Regions from separate parts of the Mus musculus genome. Here region 1 is linked to region 2. The links are chromatin contacts, called in public Hi-C maps. All regions are on one chromosome and are shown on one strand. Each heading gives the region's core, a stretch centred on a gene start, on an enhancer-like site or on the middle of the called end of the contact. The rest is flanking DNA. Distances are from core to core; before and after follow the strand shown. Region 1 overlaps Erc2 (ELKS/RAB6-interacting/CAST family member 2). Region 2 has its middle 85 kb from the start of Gm34848.

What was found. Hi-C and Micro-C count contacts between places; a contact is called where the count stands out from the background.
Region 1: a contact with region 2 is called in a Hi-C map of the N1E-115 cell line, with 21 times the contacts expected there. The contact joins two enhancer-like sites.

What each region holds. Positions count from the first base shown.
Region 1 is chr14:27,649,223-27,656,979 of GRCm38.p6, forward strand. It overlaps Erc2 (ELKS/RAB6-interacting/CAST family member 2), which reads left to right. Exons shown (of 20, transcript NM_001347497.1): 2 at 3,465-4,261. The coding sequence starts at 3,605. Among named protein-coding and RNA genes, the nearest start is that of Erc2, 31 kb to the left of the region's middle. Within about 2 kb of position 4,944, at least 5 of the 459 cell types and tissues checked have an H3K27ac peak or open chromatin away from gene starts, as enhancers often do. A contact at or near this core is called in the N1E-115 cell line, where this site is marked.
Region 2 is chr14:27,177,079-27,184,976 of GRCm38.p6, forward strand. It overlaps a transcript of Arhgef3 not described here. Among named protein-coding and RNA genes, the nearest start is that of Gm34848, 85 kb to the right of the region's middle. Within about 2 kb of position 6,408, at least 12 of the 459 cell types and tissues checked have an H3K27ac peak or open chromatin away from gene starts, as enhancers often do. A contact at or near this core is called in the N1E-115 cell line, where this site is marked.

The DNA.
Region 1 (7,757 bases), core at 3,694-6,193, 470 kb after region 2:
AAATTTATTTGTTTGCAATTGTCTTCTGTCAGGCTCCAAAGCCTCAGCTGGCCAGCCTTGCAGACTCCCTGAGGTTAAATCCACACAGGTGTACACTTTGTGTTAGTTGTGAGAGCTTTCAAACCTAGCTAGAGAAACGAGATGTTTCTGTTTCTAGATGAAGGAGGAGAAGACAGAGGAGGACAAGCTCCACCGAGTCCTTTTTAAGGAGGGGCAGCTCTAACTATGGTCTAACCAGGACCCCAACCCCTAGATCCTCAGCTTAGTAAGAACAGAAAAAGCAATTTAACTGAGGGAAACCCCAGAAAACTCTTACTGTAAAAATATGTCTTTATTATGAAAACGTTCAGATCTTTCAAATATGAGAGGGAAAAAATGAATGCCTTTTAGAATAGCAATTCTGGTGTCAGTTTTGTTGTCTCCCTGCTAGCATGTGCTATGTCTGTGATTTCCAGAAGTGTGAGGAGGGAATCACACCTGCATCCTCACACACACACACACACACACACACACGCACGCACGCACACATGCACGCACTTGTGGACTCACACTGGTTTGTACTCTGCTCTTGTCCACTCCCAGTATCTAACATCTTCCTTTCTCATTAAATATTCATACTGTTCCTGTGCCTTGTCTGTGTCATTAAGCATTTATATAACAGAATTAAGTTATTATTATTGGTGTATTGATACTCCCATTTTACAAGAGATTATTCATACAAGAATCTTAGCTATAGCATGACTTTTTATGTACTTATATACATACACACACACATATACGCTTATATATACACTTATATATGTGTGTGTACTTATATATATTATATAACACAAAGGAATTATGTTATAATTCTTTTAAAAACTGTCTTCTTACAGAATAGGAAACAGTCACAGAAAACATTTCTCCACATACGTGTGAAGACTCCTTAGGGTGTAAAGAGTCACACAGAATTCAGCCCAAAGGAAACGCATAGGCAAAAGCATCAGTCACACATTGCTCCCACAAGGCTGCCAAACAACCAACCATGCAACTAGTGTGACGCTCTAGGAAGTTCTAATGGCGTGTGTGCTGCTCAGCCCCTCTCTGCTGTGTTGCTCAAGAATCTGTGGGCAGCTGCTGAGGAGACACTCCTGCTCAGCTGAGTGGGGCTTGCTTACATGGCCCGGGGGGTGGGGGGGTCTGCAGGCAGGGACAACCTGGCTATGCTTTGCGTTTCATTTTTTTCTTGTCTAGGTGAAACATGCTCTTCTTGGTATGGCAAAGGGAATGAGGGAGAGAGGAAGCACGCAGGTGCCATCCCCATGGCCTCTGTTTCACCCACATTTATTTTCATTTTGTCAGCCAAGGCAAGTCACGGGACTGAACCTAGAGTCAGGTTAGGGGGAGCATTACGAAGAACACAGATAAACGATGGGTATTGCTAGTGAGAAGAAGAGTCTTTTCTATTGGTGAAGAAGGTCTCATCACCAATAGAAAATACTCTCCTCATTAACCATAAACTACATATTGTTTGTCAGTGGGGTGGGACCTCATTATGTCCTCTCCATGTCATTATAAAATGTGCAGAGGCCTAGTCTTGTATAGACTTTGGCAGGTGATCTCAGTCACTGTGAGCTCAGCTCTTGGAAGTCAGTGTTCTATGCCACCCCGTCTTGTCCTCTGATCTCTTCATTCTTTCTGCCTCTTCTTCTGTGATGCTTCCAGAGGCTTGAAGAGCATGATGCTGATGCCCATTCTGGGGCCGAGCATTCAAACAAAGCTTTCAGAGTTCCATCTTGGAAACAAGTAACTCTGACTGAAGATGATCTCATTTTTTCCCATTTGTTCCACCTAAAGTCATGGGATGGAGTCTTTTTAGACCAGTGAGAGTCATGTTCCATTCCTCGAATTACTTATCATGCCTGGAATGGAGCAAAATGATTGGACAGACATGGGTTCTATCCTCACCTTGATCCCATCCAGGATGGAGTAGTGGGAGTCAGCCTCATCTAATCCTGTGAACTACAAGTGTGCATTCAGAAACAGTTTATCTAAGGAAAATAGAGACTGCATTTCTAGAAAGAGTGTGTAGAATGAGAGGAGAGATAAATGATAGGCAGATGAAAATAAAAGGTGCCTTTAGCATGTGTCAATGCTTTTAATGTTTCAATCTCATTGAGACACTAAACCAAAGCAGTCCATTCATTTATTCTTACAAAAGCTCTTTACTGACTACTCTGTCAGGTAGCAATAAGGTATTTTATAGATAGCATCTTGTTTAGAGTATAATCAGTTAGGTGGTGGTTATTTTATCTACCAAAGAGTAAAGGCTCATGGCAGTTTTTAATATTTGCCTGAGGCACTATCTGTTCTGTATTAGAGTGGAGATTTCAGCCTCAGTCTGCCTCGCTCTAGACTGTCTTTCTATTGCCAAATTGCAGGGAAGCAGAGAACAGAGGTCAGGAGGCCACAGGGCACCCATTAAGACCATTGGAGTCCCAGTATTGAAGTAATAATTGCAACTCTATGACCCAAGCTGCACAGAAAGTGTCCTGAGTGTCACCACGATAGGGACCCTCTCTTACTTGTCTTTAGGAGTTAGGGGACCAGGAGCTCTAATCTACTGGACTGTTCCCCTGTGCCATTTCTGTATGTGTGGGAAGAGGTTCATATGAAGATTAAGGTCAACTAATATGGAAAAGAACTCTCAAATGACTAGCCAGGAAGATGTATGGTGGGGGTAGGTGGGGGGAGACAGGAAGGACTGTTTTCCCTGGTAAGAGCTTTGAGAATCTGGCCATATCTACAGTTGTGCTGGTTGAAATGCCTCTTGATTCTAGCTCTGAGATAGCCAATGGGCTCCAAATACTGTGTCAATGGCAGCTGGATGGTGGGAAGCTATCTAGAGGGTTGTGTTGGGTGCAGTGGAAAGGAGCTCTATGTAGATACTGATTTCAAAAGGGCACAGGAGGAGAAAGAACAGCACACACAGCAGATATTAGTCGTTCAATGAAGCAGTCGTTTCTCAGAGTCCTGGTTAAGCATTTGTACTTGAGGGCCATGTCCCTAAAGATGGGTTATTTTATTTTACTTTATTTTTATTGTCTAGATGGTGAAAGTTTGGATTTCGTAAGCCTACTTAGTATATGTCAAGAGGGAGAACTTCATTTTCCTAAGGGGGGAAAAATAATTTTTGCTTTTGATAACTTTTGACTTAGAGGGCAAAGTGGGAAGATTTATTTTAAATATTTACTTGTAGTAATAAATGTTTCAGTATTATTACAAATATATGGACTACTTCATCCGTCTATCTATCTATCTATCTATCTAGATGGGTTTTTTTTCCAATGCTGGGAATTGAACCCAGGACCTTGTATTTTCTAGGAGGGCATTTTACTACTTCTATTAATATATATTTAAGATGCAATGCAATCATAGAATTCTAAAGAAGTTTATTCTTAATTATCCCTTTTATCATTTTGCAGATCTCTGAGTGGAGTCATTTCCTGGTACAGACTTCACAAAGAATGTGCTGAGAATTCTAGTCTGTGAAGGGAACATTGGCTTAAGCCCTCACGTGGCCTAGCATTTCTTCTCTTCAGTAGCACCACATCACAGAAGAAAAATGTACGGGAGCGCAAGAACAATCAGCAATCTGGAAGGCAGCCCTTCCAGGTCACCACGTCTGCCAAGGTCTCCTCGTTTGGGCCACCGAAGAACAAGCAGTGGGGGAGGGGGAGGGACAGGCAAGACTCTGTCTATGGAGAATATCCAGTCCCTTAATGCAGCCTATGCTACGTCTGGACCCATGTACTTGAGTGACCATGAAGGGGTGGCATCGACAACTTACCCAAAGGGAACCATGACTCTGGGCAGGGCGACAAATCGAGCGGTGTATGGAGGCCGGGTCACAGCCATGGGGAGTAGTCCCAACATTGCTTCCGCTGGACTTTCCCACACGGATGTCCTTTCCTATACGGATCAACATGGAGGGCTGAGCGGCTCATCCCACCACCACCACCACCAGGTGCCCTCCATGTTGAGGCAGGTAAGAGACAGCACGATGTTGGATCTTCAAGCCCAGCTCAAAGAGCTGCAGAGAGAGAATGACCTCCTACGCAAGGAGCTTGACATTAAGGACAGCAAACTGGGGTCTTCCATGAACAGCATCAAGACTTTCTGGAGTCCTGAGCTGAAGAAGGAGAGAGTCTTGAGGAAAGAGGAGGCAGCTCGCATGTCTGTCCTCAAGGAGCAGATGAGGGTTTCTCACGAAGAAAACCAGGTAGGTTCTGACCTGCCCCAGTGTTCTCAGATTTGCAGGTGGCTCCAGATTTACTGTGTACCGAGGAGGTTGGGCACCACATGGAAGGTTACAGCGTAATACATATGTCGTATTGATTGGTTCTCTTGTTCCGGTAGCCTTTCCACCTAGTTGCAGACTTGGGGAGGAGAGCCATCCTCATAGCCAACATTTGTATGTGGTTAATTTTGTTCTCTTTTTCAGCACTTGCAACAGCAGTTCAGATGTTCCTCCCTCAGCATAGAAGACGAAAATGCTAATCTCTGCAAGAGTAAATACTTCACATTAAAACTTGAGTGGTGAATTTTTATTGTCTGTTTATTTTTCCTGCTGTTGAACCAGCATTGTTTCTCAGAGCAAGTAGTTCTCTAAGTAGCTAAGTCAACAGTAAGGAGTGGGACTGGGATGAATGGGTTTCAGACCATGCAAGGGAAACCCAGCTCACCTTAACTTGGTCTTTATCCATTCAGTATTAATCTACTGTGTGCAAAGGACCTTCTTCATCTTTGAGCCATCTTCTATATTATAGAAAAGTTAGTGAGATTAGCTTCTCAGGGTCTTCTGAATATGGTGCTTCCCTTCTTACAGCCCCCCACCCCCTTCCCTTAATGCTCATTCTCTCCAGAAGGCAGCACACATATATCCTTAACTGAGCCTACAGCACCTTCTACTGGAAGACCTGGGCCAGTCTCGTCTTGTACCACATCCTTCCACATCTGAGCTACCTGCTCCATCCTTAGTGTGGCAAGATTTGCCTTGCCACGGTCGTTCCTCCTCTTCCTCCCCATTGTTAGCTCCTCCAACACTCATTTCCTTCTCAGCCCCACTTTCCATGTCCCCAGCGATCTGAGGCCCCGTCTTACACAGAGAGCACTTTACTAGCACCTATGAATCTGATTACCTATGCTTAAATCTCAGTTGCTTCCTGGAGGTGAGGGAGAGCTAAGGGGGTATGGAGGCTGCCGTACCATTTGGCTCATGAACCTCCCTGGAAGTATTTCACTTTCTGATAGAAATCTGAGCTAATACCAGCTTGGCTGAACGAATGACTCTTTGACAGGTTTTGCTATCAGCCCATGTTATACTCTACCTTTTGGTGGGGGTCAGCCCGCTGACCCTTCCATCGGATTTTCTGACTACAAGTGCTTTGGAGCTAAGTACCTGTGGTCACATTTATGACAAAGATCTGTTCTCATTGGCTCTCCTCGAGTTACGAGCAGTTGCCTTATCTCTGTCTGGCAGAGCCCGTGCTGCTTCTCAGATGTGGAAAATGGGATTGTTTGGAACAGAAATCTCTTTATCCTTAAATCAAATTAACGTTCTCCACCACTGTTTCAGCTGTGTTCTGATTTGCCTGCTCATGAACTCCTCGTGAACTTGCTGCTCTAACGTTCCTCCTGCTCTGTCTTGTTTGTCTCCTCTCTGCAGCTTGCTTTTTTAAGCAGTCAGAGCAGTTTAGCCGCGATGAAAGCAGTGATAGGAAGCTTGAGGGGTGGCCTCTGCTGTCAGCTCTCAGACGACTTTCATCCTCCGCTTCTGTCACTGAATTTATGTTTGAGCGCCAATCCGCATTTATGCATGCAAATTTATTTATTTGTAAATTATGGTATGCCACAGTGTCACTGTGTTATGTGTCTTCTTTGATAATCACAAAAAAATATGGATGAGACAAAGTAAAATAAATACAATGAGGTAAATTTTAATGACATTCTTGTTTGTTTGTTTGTTTTTAGTAAAAAGCATATTAAAACTCCTGATCTGTGTTATTCCAAGGTAAAGAATAAAACATTAACTTTTTTTTTAAAGTGGAAACCCTTTTACTACCTCTTAGAAGTATATTTACAGATATATGTATCCCTCTTGCTCAGGATAGGGTAGGCTCTTCTGGAGTGACAGCAGACTTCAAATCTCAGTGGCTTACTGCCTAGATCCCCCCTCCCCTGCCCTCTTTTCTTCCTTTCTTTCCAGCATCTCATTTTGTAACCCGAGCTGGCCTAGAATTCACCACATTGACCAGACTGATCAGACAGATCAGACTGGCTTTGAACTCAGAGATCCACCTGTCTGATTCTTGAGTTCTGGGATTAAAGGTGTGTGCCACCACACCTGGCCCCTGATTTTTATTTTTATTCCCTAAAGAATGACGCAAGTCAAGTGATCTTTTATATATAGTGACACGGGACCCAGGCTTTCTGCATCTGGGTGCCTGGCTTTAGGAATTGCTATTCCAGGGCAAGAAATTCCTGAAGATGCCACATTGACTCCTTAATTCTCTGGACTAGGGTTGACACAGCTGAAGGAAGTGTGTATGTGGGTGGGTGTGTCATCCTTTCCTCTGAGAGAGATAGAAGACATAGGCATGGTTTAGTAATTGCATTTGTAGGTTTTTAGGTTTGTCATAAAAGTAGGGCTGGTCAGGCATGGTGGCAAATGCCTAAATTCCTAGCACATGGGAGGTGGAGGCAGGAGACTCAAGAGTTACAAGCTGCTCTTGGCCATGCAGTAAGTTTAAGGCTAGCCTTGGTCACAGGTGTCAAAGAAAACAGAAGGGGCGAACAAACAAATAGTTGAAAAGTGTGAGCATAGAGGAAATAGAGTTTGGGGAACAATCTGTTGCCGTTCCCATTTTCCTGTGCCATAGCTAGTAGCCATCTCTCAGGGGCACACAATGAGCCACGTGTAATGAGTAGAACATTGGTCTGGCTCTTAACTTTGTGGTTGCTACCGACCAATGGGAGCACTGAGCTGAATGTTATAACACAGTGGCTCCCAACCTTCCTAATGCTCTGACCCTGTAATACATGGTGTGGTGACTCCCAACCCTAAAATTATTCTCGTTGCTACTTCATCACTGATTTTGCTTCTGTTATGAATCATCATGTAAATAGTTTTGAAGACAGAGGTTTGCCAAAGGGGTCGCAACCCACAGATTAAAAACTGCTGGTCATGCTTGACAACAGAATGACAAGTTCCAATTGGACAATTAAGAATTTGGTTTAGTTTTCTTAATTAGGAATTTATTTTCCCTAGAAGTGGTTTTGATGCGGTTTCTAATTTCCCCTTAACTTAGGAGAAGAGAAAGTTTATTTTGATTCATATTCTGAGAAGTTCCAGTCACAGATAGTGGAGCTGTTGATTTGGGCCTCTGATGGGCATGGTGGATAGCAGTGGTGTAGTGTGTGGCAGAGGAAACTGCTCAGTTAGAGTTTCACAATCCCCTTCAAGGACCTGGCTTCAGTGACCTGAGGACCTCTTACACAGCCCCATCATCTCCCGGTAGCATTACCCTTGGGACAAAGCCTTTAATATTTAGGGGAACATTTACTTGAACAATATCAATGCTACTTATTCGAACGTAATGTTGCCTTTTATAGGAAAAGGGAAAATATGACACCTTTTTCTATATAGAAGAAAGGGACCTAAAACTCTTAGTTTTTTTAAAAAAAAAAACTGTGATTTTTAAAGCACAACAACTAGA
Region 2 (7,898 bases), core at 5,158-7,657:
TTGGTCTTCTTGTGGAGTCCATGTCCTCTTCGGGTTCCTCAGTCCTCCCAATTCTTCTGTAATCCTCCCAGCTCCGTCTAATGTTTGGGTGTGAGTCTCTGCATCTCTTTCCATTGGCTGCTGGGTGAAGCCTCTCAGAGTACAGTTATGCTAGGCTCCTGTCTGCAAGCATAACGGAGTATCATTAATAGTGTCTTGCCAATGGGGTGGGTCTCAATTCAGGGCGGTCATTGGTTGAACAGTCCTTCAGTCTCTGCCCTGTCCTTGCCCTTTTCATCTTATAGGCAGGATACATTTTGGGCCAAAGGTTTTGTGGATGGGTTGCTGTCCTTATCTCTCCCCTGGGAGTCCTGCCTGGCTACAGGAAGTGGCCTCTTCAGGATCCATATCTTCCACCACTAGGAGTCTAGCTAGAGTGGCCCCCACAAACCCTCTGGGGCTTTATCCCCACCCCAGATCTATCTGGTACATCCTAAAGATCCCCCCACCTCCTCCTTCTCGCTCCCCTGCCCTCCCTACATAGGATGCACTCCCTCGTCCCCACTCCCCTCCCCAGCGCCTCTTCTTCACAGATCCACCAACCTCTGATATCTGTTTTGTTTCCCCTTCTGAGAAAGATTCAACCATCCTCCCTTGGGTCCTCCTGGTTATTTGGCTTCTTTGGTTCTGTGGAATGTAGCATGGTTGTACTTTATGGCTAATATCCACTTACCAGTGAGTACATACCATGCATATCCTTTTGGGTCTGGGTTGCCTCACTCAGGATGATATTTTCTAGTTCCATCCATTTGGCTGCGAAATTCATGCCGGCCTTGTTTTTAGTAGCTGAGTAATATTCCATTGTGTAAACAAACCACATTTTGTGTACCCGCTTGCCAATAGAGGGTCATGTAAGTTGTTTCTAGTGTCTGGCTATTATGAATAAAGCTGCCATGAACGTAGTTGAGCCAGTGTCCTTGTGAGTGCTGAAGCATCATTTGGGCATGTGCCCAGAAGCAGGACCATTTTTTGAGGAAATATAAATGTCTTTTTGTTACTCTCATATATTTATCTCAAGGGTTTCCAGAACTCTACCATAACTTTGTAACCTCTTTAGTGCTTGCCTGGGCTGAGGTCAGATAGCATCATGTTATCCGTGACTGCTGCTTGCTGGAGCCATTTGACCCAAAGGAAAATCTGTAAGCTGGACACACTATTTCCTCCCATGGTCATCTGTGTATGGGCCTGGCTGTAGCCAGGGGAAATGTCAGGCATCAGCTGTCTGAGGCACAGGGCCCATCTGAAGAGCCTGGGAGGAACCCACTGGTCAATCCGGATACCATGATATTTCAGGAAGGAAGCTTGGAGGGTGTCACCTCTTCCCTTACAAAGGGCCTTGTCCCTCACACTCGAGGAAACATTATCAGGGTGGGTCCCTTAGAAAGCCAGTGTGTTGAGAAACCCATTAAGCGGCCCCAGCCTATGATGGTCTCCTTGGACTTTGAAGATGTTTTGCTGCCACAGTTAGGGACCTTTCTCCAGGTTTCCCAGCACGCTGTCAGGGCCCTTTTGTGATCTGTGGAAGCAGACTGTCCTCCTCCCTGGACTAACAAGCGATGGAGGGTGAGGACTTGGGCCGTTGGCAACAACAGTTCTGTTTCCAGGGTTTCCGTGGCAAACAGCCAGCCCATGGCTTAAACATGTGCTGCTTCTTGCACAGTTTTGGAGTTGAGCAGTCTGCAGTCAGCTGTGGGGCTGATCCAGATGTGAGCAAATCTGGTTCCCGTTGGAGGCGCTGGGGCATGTCCATCACGGCCTTGCGTGTTCCACCCTCTGTGGGTTCCACTCTTCAAGACTGGAGGTCTCTCCCGAGCACCAGTTTACTCGGTGTCCATTGCTACACCTCTGCTGCTACCCTTCCCACTTCAGACAGTACCTGTGATCCCCGGGTCCCACCCATCAGATGCAAGGTCCTTACTGATCTCACCTGTAACCTTCCTTCTCCAGGCAAGGCAGAAGACACATGGTCTGTGGATAGTGGACACCTGTACTCCAGCATGGTCCCTTGAGTGTTAGGCTCACAGCCTCCATTGGCGAGGGTAGGGATAGGGATGGGGATGGAGTTGGTTTAGATCCTGGCCCTGCCACTCCCTGGGCATTGTGGTTGCTAGGCTACTTGCTGTTAAGGAGTCTCCCTACATAACAGAATGAGTCTTCTTGTTTAACTACAGTACTACGTGTAGGGGCCTAGAGTAAACCCTCAGCATCTTGTGACCATTGTCTTTAATCCTGCCCTCCTTTCTCTCCCCCCCCTTCTTTGTCCTCCCTCTTCTCTTTCTCTCTCTCTTTTGAGTTAGGGTCTCACCACGTAGCCTTGGCTGGCTTGGAACTTACTATATACTCGAGATAAACCTTGAACTCCTAGAGACCAGCCTGCCTCTACCTCCTGAGTGCTGCGGTTAAACATGTGGGCTACTGTCATTATTTTATCTCAAAGAGCACTCAAAGATGCTGGCATACACAGGGAATGCTTATGGGTAGGAAGAAAACCCTTATAGTTAATGAGGACTCTGACTTTGAGTTTTAGGATTTAAGACAAGACTTAACTCATCTTTTTGGGGGGAATGATTTCTGTTCCTTTGTAGTATGATGTATATGTCATATTGAATGGTAGGAAGACGTTTGTGTACTTAATACCCTAACAACTGCCTTTCCACCTTTTCCCACACTCTGCCATCTTCTCGATGAACTTTGTCCTTTCCTTTCTACTATGGCTGCTCATCTCTACCCTCATGTCCATGTTCCAGCAAGGACAAAGGGACCAGCCCAGAGTCAAGAGACTCTGGGATCCCTTTCAGCTTACATGTTTGGCCAGAAGAGGGGACTGTGTCCTCCTGTAGCAATAGAGGGAACTGCGGCGCCAAGAACATTCAATCACCACCTAGGAGCACACTGCTGCTGAGGACGAAGGGAAGCATCAGGCACTGTCATCTACAGCCCTGGCTCAGGTCCCCAGGCCAGGACAGGGGTGGCTCCTGTCACAGCGTCTGTTCTGACAGTGAGAAACCGTGAGTCTGTCATTGTGAGAGAATGCGGAGGTAAACAGCTCCCCTATCCAAACATGAAGCTTTAGAGAGCAGTGAAGACCTGTGTGTCAATATGGCTAATGGTTCAAAATATATCACTCACTGCGGCTCTGTCCATAGGACTCACCTGCAGGGGCCTTCTGTGTTGCTCATGCCCATGTGGGAGGAGTCCAGACTGCCGTACTGAGGGAGGAGTGGGGAGGAGTGCGTGCTGTGGGTGCTTGTCCCTAGACTCAGGGAAGGCCCAGCTTTGTTTTGTTTTGTTTTGTTTTGTTTTGTTTTGTTTTGTTTTGTTTTGCAAGACTAGGTTTTTCTGTGTAGCCCTGGCTGTCCTAGTTGATCTGTTAGACCAGGTTGGCCTCGAGCTCACAGAAATCCATCTGCCTCTGCCTTCCAAGTGCAGGATGGAATTAAAGGTGTGTGCTACCACCTCCTCGAAAGGCCCATCTTTTGTGGAACCTGATGTATGCTGGCTGTGTGCAGTGTCTTCTTTAACAAAAGAGGTGCTGGATGCAATGCTTCTAGAAGCCATTGCTAAAGAAACTCGAGGGGCTTGCTTTGTAGTTGATGATAACATTGTAACCATGTGGGTAATATCTTGGGTTCACTTACCACACACCAGACGATGGGGACACGTGACAACTTTTCTCATCATCTCACGGCCACCGTATGATGCAGACATTGCTGTGAGTTGTACTTTATGGCCTAGGAAGCAAAAAGTTCAGGGTGGTTAAATCCTTGACTGAGGTCTCACAACTAATGTATTAAAGTCAGGATTCAAGCCCCTGGAGCAAAATGAAGTCTGTTCACTAGGGGTTAAGATGTCTGTGGATAGTGATCTTTTCGTTGTAATAATTGCATGCTATTACTTTCTCTTTGGTGAAGAACTGGGGTTTAGGGATATAGCTCGATGACAGAGCCCTTGCGTTATATGCATAAGACCTTGGTTTGATTCTAGTACCTTGTGGGCACACATGTATACAAAGACATTAGAGAAAGCAAAGGCCTGGTGTTTCTAGCTAAACTAGTAGAAGGATAACCTCATTAGAAAGTATTTACATTTTTTTCCTTCTTACCACAGGGGTATGTGCTCACAATGAGATAATGGGATGGACTGGTTTTTATTGTCAACTCTTGACACACTCTGCAATCACCTGGGAAGAGTCTCACTGAGGGATTGTCTAGATCACGTTAGCCTATGGGCATGTATGTGGGGGGATGGTCTTGCCTATGATAATTGAGGAGGAATGACCCAGCCCACTGTGGGTGGCTCCATTCCCTGCGTTTGGCTGCTAGACTATGAGTAGGAAACATATAGGCATTCATTTTGTACACGTTCATCCCTCTGCTCTGTGATATGAACTGCTGATACAAGTTCCTGCTGCGGTGCACTGTAACCTGGAACTGTGGGCCAAAATAAACCGGTCCTCCCTCCCCTAATTGCTTTTTATTAGGATGTTTTAGAGCAGCAACGGAAATGAAGCTAGGACAGATGTAGCGTTCCTTAGCTGTGGTTTTTTACAGTGATTTGATAAGTGGGCAGGAATGATCTGTGCTCGAGAGCATGACGCTTCAGTCAGGAGTGGACAAGAACTAAGACTGCTGTCACCAGAGTTCGGGGCCTTCCCCAACAAGTGCCCTTGAAGTTCGCTGTGGGATCTCTACCCTGCTGTCCCCTGAGGCAGAGAGGACTCTGAATTCCAAGGGGGCATAACTTCCCGTGGGTTTCCAAGTGGTCATTTCTCCTACGTGTGGAACGATGGAGCTCATTTAACTGCCTGTTCCTTGAGACAGTCTGAACTAAAATCCATACCAAGAAAACACCAACAGCTTGCTGACTGCAGCTTGGTCGTGGTCCCCAAGATTCCTGAGCATAGCCTTGTTTACTTCCTCTGGGTCTCCAAGGCCAGGAGAGCAGCACTTGACCACACGGGAGCCTGTGTCCTGGCTGGTGGGGTCAGAAGAGGTGACTCTCAGTGAGGGTTAATGTTTATAAATACTGAACGGTACCGGGTATCAGTACTAAGGCATCCTTGCCAGACGGGGTCAGTCCCGCTGGCGTGAGCTCTTGACTGTGTGCCGAGGGGCCCCTTCTGTCATGTGGCTCACAGGAAGGGTGGTTGTTTTTTTGACTGTGTTTATAAAGCCTCTGCTGACTGGGGAAACTGCAGAAGACAGCAGTGGCTTGCAGCGTTACTGACCAGTCAGAAACTGAGTCATGCTGTGCGTCCTCTTTCGTCAGAACACCAAGGTTCACTTCTTTTTCTTCCATCTCAGGCTGAGTGTGAGCAAGCCAGGGCTAGAAGAGCTTGCGCACAGCTCCCTTCGCTCTGGGTCTCACCATGTAGCTCAGGTTGGCCCAAACCAAACCCATCCTGTCTCAGCTTCCTAAGTGCTGACATGGTAGGTGTGTGTCACCACACCCGGCGGTATCATGGATGTTTTATAGGCCCCTGTGTTGCCATGGAATTTTAAAGTTAGAACTCAGAGACTCTGGGACATTGAACAAATAAAACCCTCTGATCTTCTGATCTCCCTTCTGGGGCTGAAGGGAGGAGTGACCTCCTTCCTTTCATCTCATGCTGCCTCTCTGTTGAATCAGCCAGGGGCATCTGGGGATAGAGTTAAAGCTCACAGACTCTGAGTTCCTGTGGTCCTGCCTGGGGTAGCTGTGTGGAGCCAACCCTGTCTGGAGCCCTGCAGAGCGGACCTTCTGGCCCTGTCCCTCCCCCAAGTTGTAGGGACTGCCTTTTGCCGCTTTTGCCTTTAGCTTTCTATGATAGCCCAGGCTGCCCATCTTTAGCTGGTCCTCCTTCCTCAGACTTAAGTGCTGAAGCTGCCGGCGTGTACCACTCACTCCACTTGACTATTTCCTTTAAAGGTACTGCTTCTGCCATCTGGAGGCACCCCCATTTCCTGACTCCTTGTACCCTCCATGCTGGGGAAGGAAGGCAGCTCTCCAGGGGGTCTGTTTCATAAGGGCACGGATCTGTCTCTTAAGGGAGCTGCCTTGTGGCCTGATGGCCTCTCTGAGGCCCAACCCTGGCGCGCCACACTCTAGGGACTAGTCTCCAGTATAGGAACTTCAGACCTACACAGATCCCAGTACTGTGGAGGGTTGCAGTACGGTATAAGAGTGAGGGAGAGGCGTGGCTAAAGCAGAGGACCAGAAGCTGATAGATTATGAGGGGGGCTCCGTGGGGAGGAGGGGGTTTGAAGAGAAGCAGATGCAGAAGTGTGGGAGGGCAGGTCTCTGTGGAGGCTAGAGCCCTGCAGGCGGATGATGCAGATGTTCCATATTTGTAGATCTGCAACTGGGGACGAGGAGGGATGATGTGAATGGGAGAGGAGCTGGAGCCCTCATCTTCCTATCCTCTGGTAACTCAGTTGCAGAATTGCTTCTCTGCAGGTGTGGGAGGCGGTTAATGATTGATAAAGATCAATGTTAGCCCGTCTGCATGACCCGTTTCCATTAAAAAAAAAAAAAGAGTCTTCAATGCCTGGACTAAAGGAGGCTCAGATATGTTGGTTTTTAACCAGATTTTTATCTGGAGGTCTTTGTGTTTAATCTTGGCTTCTTCTAAACTCTCATCAGAGTCTCAAATTCAAAAGCCATGCTATGAAATTTTACTCTCTCCTGCCCCCTGGTGACCGACTTTTGAATACCAACTTTGAATTCACTACTCTTCATGGCTATCTTCTTACATGCAAGGTACCACAGAGATGCCACAGTGCTTGATCACGTATTGGCCACCCAGGCCGTTCCCAGAGGGGAAGCCGTGCATCCAAAGAATGTTGCAATGAATTCTGCCGGTTTCTGGTTGTATGTTTTAGCATCTGCCACTGCTCTGATGCGCAACGCCCCAGCATTCCCAGGGCTAAGCAGAGCGCCGACATTGCCCCTCTCACCCCAGCGTTTGTAGGGTGTCTCCTCTCTGTGGTTCTGGGCTGGGGACGATGGTAGTATCCTGTTCATCATTATAAATCCAAAGGTAAAGGGAGGAGAAATTCCCTGTCTGTGTGGCATCCCTGTCCTGAGAGAATCGAGACATCTGATAAGGGGAAAGTGAGGCTTCCTCGTGAGGGAAAGCGGTGAGGTGGCTGCTGGAGCTCGTTGCCCTTCCTGGAACAATCAGAGAAACACTTGTTTTTCTACAACTAGACTCTTAAAAACAAAGCTTTTAAGATGGTTGATAGCCATCAATTTCAATAGATGGATTTCAGTGTCAATAGATAGATGTCAATTTTCAACAGGTAGGCATCAGTCTTGATACACAAGTGACAGTTTCAATGGATGTTTACTGTAAGTAACTCTTTTGGTTAACTCTCTTCGGGTCAGGGTCCATCATAGAACCACGCACATACCAGAACCGGTGAGTTCCTCTTTTCCTGACAGAATCCTGGTTATATTGCCTGCTTACCACGCCTTTCCTTGTCATTGGTTGGCATGGAATTACAGCCTCATTATCTGAGTGCCACAGTCTTTACCCTACCCCGTGAGGCCGAATCTGTTTGGTAGGACACGGCTGCTGAATGTGGCTGGGGCAGATGGGGGTACTTGACTCTATAATCATGGTGTGGTATTGGCACAGAAGCTGCTGTAAAGACCCTGGTTATAGGTGTTCAAGTTCACATGACCCAACCTTCTCTCCAGCATGTCCCACTCGCTGCCACAGGATGTTTGCACATGCCGTATCAGGCTGGGGTGCCTCTCTCCATGCCTGAAGTACTTTACATTTCAATCGTGTCATGTGAAGATTCATTTTATTTGGTCTGTTGACCAAATATATACATTTAACCCAGGTAAAAAATTTGTTTAACTCAGCAAAAAGT